Regions from separate parts of the Mus musculus genome. Here all the other regions are linked to region 4. The links are chromatin contacts, called in public HiChIP or PLAC-seq and promoter capture Hi-C maps. All regions are on one chromosome and are shown on one strand. Each heading gives the region's core, a stretch centred on a gene start, on an enhancer-like site or on the middle of the called end of the contact. The rest is flanking DNA. Distances are from core to core; before and after follow the strand shown.

Evidence for each region. Promoter capture Hi-C pulls out the DNA fragments that hold promoters and counts their contacts. HiChIP or PLAC-seq counts read pairs in DNA pulled down with a chosen protein or histone mark.
Region 1: a promoter capture Hi-C map of liver shows a contact between it and region 4, with 3 times the contacts expected there. The contact joins the promoter of Tent5a here to the promoter of Phip in region 4. A contact is called at or near these places in 2 of 39 promoter capture datasets (liver and pre-B cells), 1 of 484 Hi-C or Micro-C datasets (hematopoietic stem and progenitor cells), 1 of 115 datasets of contacts at active chromatin or transcription factors (astrocytes) and 1 of 9 other capture datasets (liver).
Region 2: a promoter capture Hi-C map of liver shows a contact between it and region 4, with 4 times the contacts expected there. The contact joins the enhancer-like site here to the promoter of Phip in region 4. A contact is called at or near these places in 4 of 39 promoter capture datasets (cranial neural crest, hippocampal neurons and liver) and 4 of 115 datasets of contacts at active chromatin or transcription factors (astrocytes, embryonic forebrain, embryonic limb bud and 1 more).
Region 3: an H3K4me3 HiChIP or PLAC-seq map of pro-B cells shows a contact between it and region 4, with 7 times the contacts expected there. The contact joins the enhancer-like site here to the promoter of Phip in region 4. A contact is called at or near these places in 7 of 39 promoter capture datasets (the 3T3-L1 cell line, 3T3-L1-derived adipocytes, cranial neural crest and 3 more) and 6 of 115 datasets of contacts at active chromatin or transcription factors (acute myeloid leukemia, astrocytes, large pre-B cells and 3 more).

The regions. Positions count from the first base shown.
Region 1 is chr9:85,325,748-85,328,447 of GRCm38.p6, reverse strand. Tent5a (terminal nucleotidyltransferase 5A) reads left to right here and starts at 1,298. Exons shown (of 3, transcript NM_001160379.1): 1 at 1,298-1,405; 2 at 1,643-2,189. The coding sequence starts at 1,680.
Region 2 is chr9:80,179,607-80,182,306 of GRCm38.p6, reverse strand. All of the region lies in intron 1 of Myo6 (myosin VI), which reads right to left. Among named protein-coding and RNA genes, the nearest start is that of Myo6, 16 kb to the right of the region's middle. Within about 2 kb of position 1,361, at least 8 of the 459 cell types and tissues checked have an H3K27ac peak or open chromatin away from gene starts, as enhancers often do. A contact at or near this core is called in liver, where this site is marked.
Region 3 is chr9:80,079,870-80,082,569 of GRCm38.p6, reverse strand. The region is part of intron 1 of Senp6 (SUMO/sentrin specific peptidase 6); the gene reads right to left. Among named protein-coding and RNA genes, the nearest start is that of Senp6, 14 kb to the right of the region's middle. Within about 2 kb of position 1,404, at least 118 of the 459 cell types and tissues checked have an H3K27ac peak or open chromatin away from gene starts, as enhancers often do. A contact at or near this core is called in acute myeloid leukemia, memory CD8 T cells and pro-B cells, where this site is marked.
Region 4 is chr9:82,974,050-82,976,749 of GRCm38.p6, reverse strand. It overlaps Phip (pleckstrin homology domain interacting protein), which reads left to right and starts at 1,261. Exons shown (of 40, transcript NM_001081216.1): 1 at 1,261-1,498; 2 at 1,604-1,662; 3 at 1,794-1,823; 4 at 2,017-2,076. The coding sequence starts at 1,459.

The DNA of each region.
Region 1 (2,700 bases), core at 49-2,548, 2.4 Mb before region 4:
TCATGGGGGTAATGGCTGTTCATCTCAGGGCCTCTCCTCTCTACCCTGACTGCCTCGTTCGGCTCACAGCCTCTACCTGGATCAAGGACTGCAAAGCATTACTTTGAACGGAGGCAGCAGCGGGGCGGCGGAGGAAGTGGACAAGCGAAAGCAGGGAGCTTTCTAGCAAACAGTGCGGTGCCAGAGCGCAGAGATAACCTTTTCCAACCCTTAAGCACTCCACTGGCGACTGAAGCTGGAGGGGGAGAAACTTCTCGTCTTTTAAATTTGCCCTTAATGGCCGGTAAGAAGCCAGAGCCTACTTTGATCATTGACGTTTTATCCGCTTAAGAACTGAGAACCTTAGAGGCTGCGAGGAACGCGCTTCTCCCAAGTCTGAGCCGAAGGACCGCCACCCTGGCGGCCGCTTTTCGTGCACTGCTGGGGTTGCGCTCCGAGACCCCGCGGGTTGGCCGCGAGCCCGCGGAGCTGTGTGATAGGAGACGCGCGCCTGCCCAGCTCGCGGGCAGCAGCTGGACGCGCACTCAGGCTGGCTGGCTGGTACCGGACTCCCCACCCCACCCCCACCCCCCCACCAGCACTTCTCGAGGTTTCGAGAATCGAAACTCAGTTCTCAGCAAACCCTCCCCCTCCCTCACAGAGACTGACGTGCGTGACCAGTTGCCTCTGGAGACCACACTTGGCCCAGGGTCCAGAGTGGAATCGGCGGTCTAGCCACAAACGGACACTGTTGAGGGAACCTCCAGGAGACCCAGTTACGCGGCAATGACGCGCTCCACCCGGCCAGAAGGCTAGGCTTGGGAAGTTTCTATAGTTGCGTGATTTTTAACCCTGATCCGGTTTTGATGGCCATCTATCACATTTGAGGCAAAGTGTCTCCTCTTTAGGGGTGTGTGTGTGCGCGCGCGCGTGTGTGGACGTGCAGAAATGGATAAATCTACACGTAGGAGCCACAGGCATCTGTCTGTGCTCATAGCCAGGGGCTGCGCACCCTGGCCTAGCTCCAGCAGCTCTGAGCTCCGGCGACTGTCCACCCAGCGCTGGGGGCGGTGCTCTATGCAAATGAGAGGGTGTGGCGAGCGCTGCGCGCTGGGGCCCCGGAAGCGCGGAGAAGCCCGGTATAAAAAAAGTACTGAAGACATTTCCCCCCGCACAACTGCTAAAGCTCCAGAGACGCGAGTGTGCGCGGTGGCATCGGCGGCGTCGAGAGCCGCCACCTCCGAGACCACCGCAGCGGGGGCGCGGGCGGGGCGCGGGCAAGGGGCGGGAACGCTCAGGGCGCGGCGGGGGTCGGCGCGGAGAAGTCGCGGGCCGCTGCCGGGAGCGCACTCGCAGCTCCTGCGAAGTGTGTCCGCCTCGCGGTTCCTCGCTCGCCTGCGCTCCTAGAAGGGGCGGCCGCCTCCAGGTGACACAGACGGGACTCTCGCTTGTGCTTTCCAGATGCATCAGAGATACTTTTGGTGCGGGGCTGCTCTGCGGGGCGCGGCGCGCGGCTGGGCATTGGGGTCGGTGAGGGTTGGGGGAGGAGGGCTACTATGGGCGTCACGATCGGGGAGGGGAAGCCCAGGCCCCTCGGCGGGACCCCTGTCCCCTCACCCGCACACCTCTCTGCCGCTCCCCTAAATCCACTCTTTCCTCTTAGGACTGACCAAGGCCAAGTGGCTTTCGGAGGGCACTACATGGCCGAGGGCGAAGGGTACTTTGCCATGGCAGAGGACGAGCTGACCGGCGGCCCTTACATCCCCCTGGGTGGTGACTTCGGCGGCGGCGGCAGCAGCTTCGGCGACCGCTGCTCGGACTATTGCGAAAGCCCCACGGCGCACTGCAATGTGCTGAACTGGGAGCAAGTGCAGCGGTTGGACGGCATTCTGAGCGAGACCATCCCGATCCACGGGCGCGGCAACTTCCCCACGCTCGAGCTGCAGCCAAGCCTGATTGTGAAGGTGGTGAGGAGGCGCCTGGAAGAGAAGGGCATAGGTGTCCGCGACGTGCGCCTCAACGGCTCAGCCGCCAGTCACGTCCTGCACCAGGACAGTGGCCTAGGCTACAAGGACCTGGACCTCATCTTCTGCGCTGACCTGCGTGGGGAAGAGGAGTTTCAGACTGTGAAGGACGTCGTTCTGGATTGCCTGTTAGACTTCTTGCCCGAAGGGGTGAACAAGGAGAAGATCACACCGCTCACTCTCAAGGTAAAGCCACCTGATGGGCTTGGGCAGAGCAGGGGTGGGGAGAAAGCAAGCCCAGCTTGCCTTGACTGCCGTCAGTATGGCCATAGTGAGTTCGTTTATTTATTTTTTTATTATTTTTTTTTCACGAGCGCACTAATGCGCGTGAGTGGTGTGGAGTGTTTTAGTTTCCTGGGAGATCCAGCGCCACAACTCTGTGCTTCCTCCTCTGCGTTTCCTTCTCTTCCTTCTCTCTATGGTTTAACTCTTGACTTTCCTTGCTGGACTCTTGTCCAGAGTATAACGTGATTGGTGGAAGGATGGAATGATGTAAATAATTTTTTTGAGTCATCTTGTAATCTAGACTTTGGGAAAAATAGCAGCCTGAAGCAGAACTGAGTCAATGGTTTTTATTATATTGGAAAATGTGAATCGATCCATACTCCACTGACTTCGGCGTTTAAGATATTTGATGCTTTTCCCTGTTAATTCACAGAGTCGAGGGTGTAATAGTGTGCCCCTCCCCTTCGGTTTA
Region 2 (2,700 bases), core at 112-2,611, 2.8 Mb after region 4:
CTCTCTCTCTCTCTCTCTCTCTCTCTCTCTCTCTATGTGTGTGTGTGTGTGTGTCTCTACACACACACACATACATAAATAAAAATAAATCTTTAAAAAGGAAGTTCTTTCTTAAAAACACTCAGTGAAAGGAGAGTAGTGGAATGCTTAGCCCTGGTGAGTCACTGAGTTAAATATCCAACATCAAAATAATTTTCACTTTTATGTATAGTCATATGCATCTCTCTTAAATGCCCAATTGCTGATGCTTGCTTTTACTAGGGTATACACTGGTGTTTTGTGAAATAAAGGTTATGCCTTAAACTTCCAATTATCTCAGTTTCCCGGTCTTTCACCTGATGACAGCAAGCTATTCACATCATCTAGATGGAGGTGGAAGAAAGTAGACATTGACCTTCTAGTTCTAGATAAGAGAGATCAAAAGCCTTTCCCATAAGGAATTGGACACTATCTACTTACAGTCCAGGAAGGAAGTCATAATAAAAAAATGTGTCTGAATTTACCTCTAAATTTTTTTCTAGTTTTGTTTTCTGAGATAAGATTCTGGACTCTGTAGCCCAGGCTGTTCTTGAACTCACAGCAATCCTCCTGCCTCAGCCTCCTAAGTACTGAGATTACAGTTACTTGCCTCAAAATATTTTAACTGCACAATTCTTATAGGAAACAAATGAACTCTGAGGTTGTGTGTGTATGTGTGTGTGTGTGTGTGTGTGTGTGTGTGTGTCTCCATCTGGACCGCCGGTCCTCATCAATCCACTCTAAGCTTGCAGCTCCTACCTCTTAGGAGGAACTGAAGTAAGCTCTGGGCAAGGTGTAGTTCCACTGACAAGGTGGACTACGCAGCTGGTCTTCACGAATTCTGAGCACAATGACAATCCAAGCCGTTAATGGTGTAGAGCAGGGATTCTGTTGAGGAGGCATCCTCAAGTCAGCAAAGTCAAACTGTAAATTCTCATAATACCATTAGCACTCAGGCTTCCTTCCCTGTGGTTCCCTCTGAAATAATGGTGTAGCAGGTGTGGTGGCTAAAACTCCTGGAGCTGTTGGCAAGGCAGTGGCCCCCACAGTGGTTGGCATGTAGAGACAAGAAAGCAAGCACGCTCCGTGTAAGAATGACCTCGGTGAAGCAGTGACAACTCGTGTTGTCATATCCTGACCTGTGTCTACTACTCTGTGGAGTGAACTGGGAAGGAAGCAGAGGCACATGTGCACTGAGGAAAGGCCTAGTGCGAATGTTTTGAGTGTCGAGCATCAGGAACTGCCCTTGATTTCAAGAAACACCATTGTGACTAGACAAAATTAAAGTGACCTACAATGCCCAGTCAACCTTGAGACCTGGCAGCCTCAGAACTCTTTCACCTCCCTGCCCTTTGTTCTGAGTAAAGCTTGTCGATGTATTTCCCGGCACTGGTGAAAGGCAGGTATCCCTGAAGGGGAACAACAATTGTTCATACAGCATAGCTTGAGAAAATCTACATCATGCAGTAGAACCTCCTGTTCCCAGATGATCATCCACAATGCAATCAGCCTATGGGAATAGAGTATATGGAGTCCAAACAGCCTGATGGGCAGCCCTGTTCTGTGTGAGCTAGCACTTGCTAGGTTTTGATGAAGGATCAAAAGGAAAAATTATCTGAAGAGGTAAGACCCTTCCCTTCCCTTCCCTTCCCTTCCCTTCCCTTCCCCTTTCCTCCCTTCTCTTCCCTTCCCTTCTTCTTTTCTTATATTATATTATAATATTCCCTTCCCCTTTTTTTTCCCTCCCCTCCTCCCCTCTCCTCTCCCCTTTCTCCCCTTCCTGCCACTCCCCTTCCCAGCAGTGTGCATACGCTGTAATGTACATTTACTGAAACAGCGTGCTGCAGCCAATGGGGAGTCTGAGTATGTGTGATACCTAGCTGGCCTCTCTTAAACTAGTAGAGAGACTCACTAAGGTTGAAAACAATGTCACCTCCTCCATGTCTTAGAAGTCATTTTCATAAATGCTATTTTCATCAATATACTCTATTACCCATAGTTCAGTACATTTAATAATTCTAAATTTTCTAAGCTTTAACTTCCAATACAGTGAATATTACAGATGCAATCTTTATGACAGTTTCAATAATTTATATGAGTGGAAAAGACTCCTAGGAAGAGTGTGAGTGATTGGAGACATATGTTGCATAATGATTATTGATGCCATAATATAATTATAATGTAAATGTAAACTCTTAAAGGATATTGGGGTGGGGTTCAAATACTGGGGATTTAACCATGGCCTTCCACACCCTAGGAAGGCACTGTACCACTAAGCTAATTCAAAAGGCTACTTTGAAAGAGTTAATTCAAGCAAATCCTAAAAGATGGATAAGACTGACTCATTCCAAACAAAGGATCAGTCTGGGTAAGAATGGAGAGATAACATGTCTGGGGAATAGGTCCATGACATAGGGCTAGACCACACACAGGCAGGGGTGTCACAGAGAAACAAAGAGGGTTTGGAACCTGTTCTAGCTCGCTTTCTGTTGCTGGAATGACATGACCCAAAGCAACTTGGGGAAGTCAGTGTGTTCATGTCAGCGTAGGATCAGAGACCACCAGGAGATTGAAGCAGAAACCACGGAGGGACGCTGCTTACTGAGCTACTCCCAGGCTCACCTTCAGCTGCCTTTCTTACAGTGCTCATCACATAATCAAGAATGATACTGCCCACACTGG
Region 3 (2,700 bases), core at 155-2,654, 2.9 Mb after region 4:
ATTGTGTATGGGATGGATCCCCAGGTGGGGCAGTCTCTGGATGGTCTTTCCTTCAGTCTCTGCTCTATACTTTGTCTCTGTAACTCCTCCCATGGATATTTTGTTTCCCCTTCTAAGAAGGATTAAAGTAACCACACTTTGGTCTTCCTTCTTCTTGAGTTTCATGTGGTTTGTGGATTGTATCTTGAGTATTCAGTCAGTCAGTTTCTGTGTCTGTCTTTCTCTCCTCCATTATCTTCCTCCTTGTCAGTTTGTCAAAGAAAGGAATATGTGTAAGTTTAAATATGGAGTCAATACTGAAAGGTGACTGGTGGCTGCGAGTGCTCAAAGGAAACCTCTTGCTCGGCATGAGACAACAGGAAAGGCCCCGAGTACAAGATCTCAGCCACCAAAGTCTCACATTGTAAAATCTCAAAACTTACCCTATAGCCTGAACTCAGAGCACAGCTCAAAGGAGGCCTACCACCTAGGGAAGTGTTTCGCTAGAGTCAGCCTGGAAAGCATACAGAGGCTGACATAACTGTGGTCCAAAGGGGCAAGAGGCCATCTGAAGCTGGCAACAGAACTTGACATTGTCCATGTTCTGTTCACCCAGTAGTTTTTCAGGCATGCTTTCAAAGATTCAAGATTGAGTGGGTCATGGAGTCTACGTCCATGGTTCCAGAGAGCCACAAAACCCACACAATGTGAGGGAGTATCAGAGACCTGGCCCCTGGGGGAAGCTGTGAAAGTGATGCCTAGGTTGCAGTGGAGACCAAAGAATATTGCAGATGTCAGGACCATCAACATCCACCAACCAAAAGCTGTGGGTAAGGAACAGAGCTGGCTACAGAGGGGTTATGTCTGCTGTGTGCAGGAGATAGGTAGAGATGGGGCTATTTAGAAGCCAGCTGATACTACCACTAGTTATAGAAGCAGGACATGGAACTGCAGGATTTGGAGTTTACCCTGCTAGATTTCAGTCTTGCTCTAATCTGACTTTTCCTTGGTATACACCCACATCTCCATTTTGGAATAGAAATGTTTATTCTGTGCCATTCTATGTTGGAAGTATGTAACTTAAAATAAAAACTATATGGGGGGGGGTTCACAGATACAGGGTTTGTTACCTGAATATCAGAAGAGACTTAGTATATACTATTGTATGGTATCGGGAACTGTTAATGACTATGTGGGCATTGCACTGTACATCACGAGAGCTATAAGCCTATGGAAGCCTGGGGTAAACTTTTATGATCTGAATGAAAACGTCCCCCATAGGTTCATATGTTTGAATACTTGATTCCTAGCTCTTTGGCACTGTTTGGAAAGGCTAAAGAATCATTAGGAGGCAGCATACTGCTGGAGGAAGTAGGTCACTGGGGCAGGTCTTGAGGTTACATAGCCAAGCCCCACTTCCTGCTCTCACTGCTTCCTGAACATGATGAAATCTCCCAGACTGTAAGACAAAATAAGCCCTTCTTTAAAGTGCTTCTCTCTATTCCCTTCCCTTTCCTTCCCTCCCCACTCTTCTCTCTTTCTTTGACAGGGTCTAGTTGTAGCCTATGCTACTTTACACTGCCTAGGTAGCTGTGAACCATCTTGATCTTTTTCTGACCATATCATCTCTACCTCTAGAGTGCTGGAATCACAGATATGCATCAATGTGTACAGCTTTTGTGGTGCTAAGGATGTAACACAATGCTTGCTGCATGCTAAGCAGAATCTTAAAATCCTCAAAAGTCCCTGAGTATTTACATGTCAACATACAGCTATAAATAACACTGATAATTATCAGTAGAACAATATAGCCACTGTACTCCAGTGAAATTATGGTTAAAAAGGTTAAGGAAAGATTTCCATTAATTAACAAAATTATTTAAGAAATTAAACAGTTTCTTCCAGTAGTGGGAATCAAACCTATGCCTTATGCATGCTTGGCAAGTATTCTACCACTAAGCTATTCCTCCAGCTCAATACATACATTTTCTTCGTCTATATTCTCCACCAAAATGACAATGTTGTAAGGACAAGATAATAGTGGATAAAAGATGCAACAAAAGTAGCAAAAGGGGACTGGAGAGATTGCTCAATGGGTAAAGAATATTTGCTATTTGCTGCTCTTCTAAAGGATTTGAATTTAGTTCCTAGCACCCACATCAGCTGGCTCATAACCACCAGTAACTTCAGGGGACCCAATATCCTCTTCTGTTATACACACACACTCTTAAAATTTTTAAAGAAGCAAAAGATAAAATCTTAATGATAGGTAGTGTGGAGGTTTGAATATGCTTGGCCCATGGGAAGTGACACTATTAGAAGGTGTAGCCTTGTTGAAAGAAGTCTATCATAGTGGGAGTGGGGTTTGATATCAAGCTTTGCTGGGGGCTGAAGAGAAAGTCTCCTCCTAGCTGCCTTCTGATCAAGATGCAGAACACTCAGCTCCTCCAACACCACATTTGCCTGGATGCTGCCATGCTTCCTCCCATGACGATAATGGACAAACCACTGAAACTGTTTAAGCAAGCACCAATTGAAAATTGTCCTTCAGAAGAGTTGCCTCGGTCATGGTGTCTCTGCACAGCAACGGAAACCCTAAGACAGGCAGGAAGTAATTTAGTTGAATCCGAAGGAGGGCAAAGGAGGTTTATGGGATAGTTTGGAGGGGGGAAATGATGTGATTATAATCTCAAAAAATAAAAAAATTATTAAAACTAATTG
Region 4 (2,700 bases), core at 12-2,511:
GTATCATATAAAACCAGTAATTACATTAGGATTTACGAAAAGATTTTTGTTTCTGCTTTTCGCCAGTTTTTAAGAAGTCTTCCCGTGATTAACTGTAAACAGGAATGGTTTACACCGTAAATTAGAAGCCATTAATTAGCATGACGAAGTCAACTGCAAGATACACAGATAATTTAAATTATTTAATCACTAATCACCTTTGCTAAACTGTAATATACTCTTTCAATAACCTTCGGTAGGTTATCGACCGTGTCAGTAATTTACCTCCATATCAGTTAGAGATAAGTATTAGCTAGCGCCCTTTCCTTTCCTTCAGGTTTATATTAGCCCTTCTTGTAAACACTTTAAAAAGCTTTAAGGTTCTTCACTTCCAAATCCCTAATTAGCCATCACTAGCCTTTTTGTAATAAGTGGGGGAAAAGATGAGCTGAAGTACAAATCTGGAGTTCCTCTTGCCCGTTTATCAAAACAAAAACATTTTTTTTTTTTAAACGAACGCTTCAGGCGATGGTAGTAATAAAAGAAATATGCAGAGGTGGCTTCGGGGAATAACGGGTTTGCAGAACGCAAGTGGCTCAAAAAAAAAAAAAAAAAAAAAAAAGCCCGAACCTCTATTGCAACCCACGGCACTCCAATAAATTACACAACACTTGCCCAGGCTGCAGAAATATCGCAGGACAAGACTTACACGGATGCCAATCCGCAGCATTTATACACATGCACATGGCAAGACTGAAAGCAAACACTAGCGTTCAAGTCGGGCAGGGCAGCGCGATCCCGACTTGGCCCAGCTTGAGAGTGCTCGCTGAGAGTCTCTGTGCGTGCGTGAGAGTGAGCCCAGTCCTCCCGGCATTTCCCCTCTTTGAGCAGTTTTGCTTCATTTGTTTCCTATTTCTGCTACATAGAAACTAACTTCCATCTCAACCCAGCCAGCGCCGCTGAATAGAGCCTGTGCTGCGGCTCCGTGTGCGTCAGATCCCTCCGCGCAGCCGTGCCGGCCCCCTCCTCCCCTCCCTCCCTTTCTCCCTCCCGCCCGCGGCCTCTTTAGAGAAAGCGCCCGCCAGGCAGCCCGCCGCTTCGGCTCCGACATCTCCTCGCGCTGGAAATAAATAAATAAGTGGCGGCCCAGGGCGCGCGGAGCGACGACCGCGCGGGCGCGGGCCTAGGCCGAGGCACTCCTTTTCCCGCGGGGGGCGGGGGCGGCGAGTGCGGGGCCGCGAAGGCGCGGACTCCTTTCTGCGGCGGAGGGATCCCGGCGGAGGCGGCCGCAGCCGGGGCCGCTGCCTGAGAGTTGTTGTTTCCTCCTCCTCCTCCGCCTCCGCCGCCGTTGCTTGAATGGTGGAGCCGAGGCTCGGCTCGTGAGCACACACTGACAGCTACAGGGCAGGCGGCGGCACCGTCCCCGCGTCCCCTCGGCGGCGGGGTGTCCCGCCGGCGGCCCCGAAGTGACCCGCAAACATGTCTCGTGAGAGGAAAGGCCTCTCGGAGCTGCGATCGGGTAAGTCGGGCGCTGCGGGGCCGCCGCGCCGGGCGGACTCGCCCGCGGGCCCCCGCCCCCCGCGGCCGCTCAGCCCGTGTCTCCCCGTCCTTCTCTCCCGCGCAGAGCTCTACTTCCTCATCGCCCGGTTCCTGGAAGATGGACCCTGTCAGCAGGCGGCTCAGGTAGGCGGCGCGCGGCGCGGGGACGGGCGGGCGCTCGCGGTGGCCGCCCGCGGGCGTGGGGGAGGGCGGCGGCGGCGGCGGGGCCGCGGCCCGGGGCGCGGGGGCTCAGCGTCCCCGCTTTGTTGTTGCAGGTGCTGATCCGCGAAGTGGCCGAGAAGGAGGTAAGGGCGCGGCGGCCCGGCGCCGTCCCGCCGCCGCACGGCCTCCCCCGGGCCGCTGCGCAAGCTCGGGCGTCCGGCGGGGCGCGGGACGCGGGGCGCGGGGGGTCCCCGGCGGGGCGCGGGGCGGACTGGGGAGGGGAGCGGCGTCGGTCCGGGCCGGGGGCCGCGCTCACCGGGCGTCCTGTCCCCGCAGCTGCTGCCCCGGCGCACCGACTGGACCGGGAAGGAGCACCCCAGGACCTACCAGAATCTGGTGAGACATTCCTAGCGCACTGCAAAGAAACTTTTCCCCGAGTCGAATAAAAATTGAATTTCCCGCAATTTTTTACAGAGACAAAAACTTGGCCCCAGAACGGGAAAAGCTGCAAAGGCCACGGGGAGGGTTGGGAGGCCGGAGCGGGGGCTGCGGGGGGCGGCAGCCGGGGGTGCGGGCGCCCCGGGGCCGCGGGGTCCGCGGACAATTTATTTGTGATATTTTGTTAATGTGCTAGAAATAAAGATACGTCATGAGTGTTGTGCAGTGCAAGGCCAGAGGAGGAGGGGCCGGCGCGCGTATCCGCGCGGGGGCGCGCGCGCGGCGGCGGCGGCAGCGGGAGCGGCGCAAGCCTGGAGAGCGCGCTCGCCAGCTCCTTGCTTGCTCTGCACGCGCGGCCGGCTCAGCTTTCTCCAGCTCCACACAATAGCTGGTGACTAACTGCTCCGAAGTGGCATTAGCATTTCACAAGAAGGCCTTTGAGCCGCGGAGGAACCTTGGCAAGATTTTTTAAAATTTTTTTTCCCCCTTCTCCTCTGTCTTTTGTTTTCTGTAGATTCAGACCCAGATTTTTAATTTTATTTTTTTTTAATCTTTGTTTGGTTGGAGGCGTTCAGATAGATA